2 separate regions of the Capsicum annuum genome follow, and region 1 is linked to region 2. Evidence: chromatin contacts called from public Hi-C data. All regions are on one chromosome and are shown on one strand. Each heading gives the region's core, a stretch centred on a gene start, on an enhancer-like site or on the middle of the called end of the contact. The rest is flanking DNA. Distances are from core to core; before and after follow the strand shown.

Region 1 (2,700 bases), core at 101-2,600, 38 kb before region 2:
AGCAGCAATGAACCTGACAAGTAACGTTGGAAGCATCAACCTCTGCCTTTTCTTCTCTTTTGAAATACCAAATTCGACTTTAGACTTCTAATGAAGAGTACTCTACTTGTTGAGTGATGGTGATCCTTGCGGTTTATTTTTCTTTTGTATGTAAATCTCTGCTATTTTTGTATGGCTTAGGCTTAAGATTACTAGCACCATTGCATGGGGAGTTATGAGAACTCCAGCTTTGAAGGGTCCAGTTTTTTTAATTCCAGATGTTTTTGTTGTATGGTAAGTTCTTGAATTTGGTACATAAAGTACCTTAATCTTCCATATGTAGGAACAATAGCAATCAGAAATGAGTGGGAGAGTTGGAGATTTCATTTGGACAACTAGAGTAAACTTATCTTGTTATGAATTCTGCAAGATATTTAGCAAATCAAGTAAAATTTATGTGAAAAAAGGAAAATTTTATGTGAAGAGAGTAAATAAATCCTTCTGCGAGATAAAATTTTACTTGATTTATATGAAAATTTATGTAAACTTGCTGAAGTCCATTTGGTTGTTTTGAACTTAAAATTAGTTAAAAATGGGATAGGACTGTTACAAAAAAGAAAATACAAGTACTATGGTATGAAAAATATCCTATCGTATTCTTCTTTAGCAAGGGTGGAATATCACTTGTTATTAGTGAGGAAGAGTCAAAAAGTAATGAAGAAAAAACAAATCTTTGGGAGGTTAGTCAAATTCAAAACTGATAAATCATGTTGATTAAGTCATCTCTGTGTCTGATTCAGCCTCCATTTGAATAATAATTTGCTGGAAGATGTTCTCAACCTTGAAATTTGACTATGAATTAAATGACCCTCTTGGATATCTGGATGTAAATGCAAAGCATGGCACAATATAAAATTCCTCTTCTTCTTATTGTAATGAATGAAAACAGACTATTGATTGAGACATTTTTGAATTACTCCATTCATTTCATAATAAATGAATTGTTGAATTTTGACACACAATTAAGAAAAAAACATTAAAAACATAAATTTAACGTAACTTTTTATTTTTACCCAAAAAGTTGACCTTATGAATTGTTGGATTTTAACACATAGATTAAGAAAAACGAATTAAAGACATAAATTTAATACAATTTTCTATTTTTACTCCCCAAAAAAAAATTGACCTTGTAATACCTTTTCAAAAGTTAATTAGTTGTCAAATCATAAGGGTAAGTTTAAAAAAAAAATTAATGATTCACTTAGTTTGAAACACTAATAAATATTTCAACAATTCACTTATTCTGAATCACCACAGAGAAAGAGGGAGTATCACACTTCCCAAGGTGTTGTAAGTAAATTTATAGACTGAATGATGATGTTAACATATGTGAACAAGTGTGAACTCATAGCTCATTGACTATTTGTCTTCTTTCGTTTTTCTGGTTTTTATTTTTGACCGGAGTTTCCATGTTTTATCCTTTATGGTCCCTCGTCTCAAATAGAAATGATACATTGATTAAAAAAAATGATTAATAACGTAACTAATTTATCATAGTATCTTTATTAAATAATATTTATATTTTAATTTTTTAAAAAAGTAATTAATGCAAAGGATAAAACATGAAAAAGAACGAGTAAAATGAGAAATCAAATTAGAAAATTTGGGACGAATAATTTGAAACGGAGGGAGTATTCCTCTCCCTCAAATAATTGTGTTTCAGCTCACTTCATGCTTACCGAATTACTCACTTCATGCTTACCGAATTACTCCCTTCATTTTAGTTGAATTTCTTGGTAAAAGTAATTATTTTAATTTAATTATTTTAGTTATTTTTTTAACTAAAAATTTTTTATTTTAATTTAATTATTTGATTTATGAAATCTACAAAATTTTATTACGTTTTTTTTAATACCACCCAATCATTAAATGACTAAATAAAATGTACATACTTAAATTTATATTTTTAAAGGATGATTAATAAAATTAATTTTAAATATTACCTTATAAAAAAATTAATAAAACTAATTAGATAAAATTAACTCCCAATAAATATTTTCTTAAGGGGAGTGTAAGTCAATAAGGACCTATTATTTTGAAATGGATGGAGTACTAAGAAAAATAATAGAAAAATAATAAATACAAGGTGTAGTTTACTAAATTATCCTTGTTTATTAGATATTTCTTAAAATGAATATTATAAGAAGTTAGCACTCCCTGTTTCAAAATAGTTGGTTCTTCCTGAAAATAGCCTTATTAGCCTTATTACATATGTTTTGAAAATATAAATTTGAGCATATACATTTTTATTTAATGAAGGTATAGTATTGGAAGAATATAATAAGAATTTCTTAATTTCATAAATAAGCTAACTAAATTGAAATAAATATTTTTAGAAAAATAAATAAATATTTTTAGAAAAGTAATCAAATATTTTGAAACGGAGGGAGTAGTTACTTAATACTACTCCCTCTATCCAATAATATTTGTCCACCATTGACTTATCACAAATGTTAAAAAATAATAGATAAAAATAATTTTATTAAATCACCTCTGAATATAATTAATCTAATATTTTAAAAATATATTGGGTAATGACTATAATTAATAATTAAAGGTAAAATGGGTAGAAATTAGTAAATTATAAATTGATTTTTCAAACGGGATAGACATTATTGATATCTATTTTTAGTAACATCTACATGTATTGTTAGACGGATG
Region 2 (2,700 bases), core at 76-2,575:
ATAATCGATTTTTTTATTTCAAAACTAAATCATTAATCGAATTTTTTTCCAATTTCATTCAATTTACGATTTGGTTTGATTTTCGATTTGCTTTGTTCAGCCTATCGTTTACTATCAAATGAATGGGTTGCGTGTCAATGTAAATGGTCAACCATTAGATAACAAAATCATATAATATATGCTATGAGTACTTGTTAATCATTTTCACTAAATAAAAATTAATGTTAGACAAATTATTAGTAAGTCTATCGCAATCTTCAAGTAGCACATGCACCTTTCATTACAACGCGGAGATAATTAAGGATGGTTAATTAGTTCTAAACAAGTAAATACAAGACATGTATTTTGTGGGCTTTTGAAATTGTACTTAGTTCAACAATACGTGTTTTAAATTTAATTTATAAGTAGAGAAGAAGTTCAAATTTAGTTAAATTCTATGAAATGGTTCAAAATTACCCTCTATTAATAGTTCGAGTCAAATGAGTTAATATTACTAACTTTGTTCAATTATGTTCTTATTCACCAACAACGAAAGTTGCACAATATATGAGCTTGTTTTATAAGTGAATAGGGTCAAATTTGAACTGAAACTATACAAAATGATTCAAATTTTCTTTTTGAACTTTGCAAAATTATGCATCTCGTCTTTTTCAACCACGAATGTATCATGTTTTAAATCAATCAGCACAGTAACAATTGATTCTCTCAACTCTTGGCCCCGTTTGGCTATGAAAACATAATTTTCTGGAGTTAAAAATAGAGTTGGAATTGGAATTGGAGTTGGAGTTGGAGTTGTGTTTGACCGTAAATATAAATTAAAGTTGTTCCTGAAATTTTGTGAAAGAAGTGGGAGTGAAAAAAATGAAAATAAGTTTTTTTTTTGTTTTTACTTTTCCATTATATTTAGAATTTTCATGGTCAAACACTGTGATTTTAATTTTTTTTTCACTAAAATGAAATAATTTTTCGGAAAAAGGTGAAAAAATGTCAATGGCCAAACGGCTACTAAAAACATCATGGGAAGACCGGACCGTCGTTACTTCCCTTACCCCTCCACCACTTCAACACCCAACAATACTCAAAAAAAAACACACACACACACACAACAAAGTTCCACATAAAATTTTCATCTATTCTTTGAAATAATTATCATCATTCTCTCTGTTATATAAGTGCTCTAAAATAATACTCATAAGAAAAGTAGATGAATGACGTATTCACATATATCATAATCTATCCATGTTCTTTCCACGAAACATACCTTCATCAATATCTTTGGTCTTACTTAATCCCACCCCCAAGAAAACCAAAAAAAAATTAAAAATAATAGTCAACATCCAGGTTTAATTATTTATCCTACCTTTAACCAAAAGCCCCACTATATATACTATCTTGCTTAGGCTTCTCCCATTTCTTCACAACAAACAGAAGGAGCTAATATACCACTTGAATGGTCACAGCTCACAATAAAAAACCATGCAAAGCTCCAACCAAATGACAAGAACAACCTTAAACTGTGACACTACTACTACAACAACAACAACAACCTTAAGTCCTACAAACTCTTTGTGTAGTCATGAGCTAAGTCCTAAAAATGGTAGCATAAAGAAGCCAATTAGAAGAAGATCTCGAGCATCAAAGAAAACTCCAACCACACACCTCAATGCAGATGCCTCGAATTTTCGAGCTCTAGTGCAACAATTTACAGGATGTCACACTGCTAATACTTTCTTAGGAGCTCATAAAGGTCCAATAAATTTAAATTTTGGACTGGAGGAGAACGATGATTATGATGCAGATGATTCAACTACTCATGTGTCTTCATTTGGATATGACTGTTATAACTGCAATCCTAAGAGTAGCAAGGAGAATAAGGTGGCAAATATTATTGAAGAACAAAAGGGTATGTTATCAACTGATCAAAATGGAATATTTGGTTCAACTTCAACCACGAATTCTAGTAGTAGTCCAAGGATGGATATTTTGAGCTTAGATGATTTTGAATTGGAGAATCTGTGTCTATGTGATTTTACTGGAGATGATCAGTTAATTACTGATTCTACTGAAAACATTTGGGATCAAGATGGCTATCTTTTAATTTAGTGCATGGTTTATTCTTTTTTTCATTTTAACTTTTTTGCAAGAAGAAAAGAGTGGGAAAGATTTTGAGGATCAACAACTCAATTTTTCTTCCCATTTTTAATAGTCTTTTTTTTTTTTTTTTTTTTTTTCTCCATTTTAACTCTTTTGGAAGAAGAAAAGAATGGGAAAGATTTTGTTGAGGATCAACAACTCAATTTTTCTTCCCATTTTCAATAGTGTTTTTTCTCTTCTTGGATTTGTAAGTACCGAGTTAAAAGAAAATGTTATTCATGTATATATTAAATTTATCCTATTTGACGTCATCATCAAATTGTGATATCAGTATCATATCTTGATTTAATGTGATTTCTGAGTTTTTAATTAGTCATAGACTCATGAGTCGTGCCCATGTCTTGTTTTGTTTCTCTTTAGAGTTATTTTATTTGTGTACACATCTTAAGTTCTTAAATATCTATACATAACTTTAGTCAAAAACAAGCAGCTCAATTAAATCCACAAAACGATTTTATGTCCCAAAAACTTTAGGTGTATTTTGTTTTGTATAAATAACATAAATACCAACTTTTAATTAACAGAAGGGTCAGAATGAAGCTAATT

Evidence for each region. Hi-C and Micro-C count contacts between places; a contact is called where the count stands out from the background.
Region 1: a Hi-C map of leaf shows a contact between it and region 2, with 3 times the contacts expected there. The contact joins two enhancer-like sites. A contact is called at or near these places in 2 of 5 Hi-C or Micro-C datasets (leaf and placenta).

Annotation. Positions count from the first base shown.
Region 1 is chr2:105,441,206-105,443,905 of UCD10Xv1.1, reverse strand. It overlaps LOC107858895 (U4/U6.U5 tri-snRNP-associated protein 2), which reads left to right. Exons shown (of 10, transcript XM_016703700.2): 10 at 1-374. The coding sequence ends at 11. Among protein-coding and RNA genes, the nearest start is that of LOC107858895, 11 kb to the left of the region's middle. Within about 2 kb of position 1,350, at least 4 of the 5 cell types and tissues checked have an H3K27ac peak or open chromatin away from gene starts, as enhancers often do.
Region 2 is chr2:105,402,801-105,405,500 of UCD10Xv1.1, reverse strand. No RefSeq gene overlaps it. Among protein-coding and RNA genes, the nearest start is that of LOC107858894, 9.4 kb to the right of the region's middle. Within about 2 kb of position 1,325, at least 3 of the 5 cell types and tissues checked have an H3K27ac peak or open chromatin away from gene starts, as enhancers often do.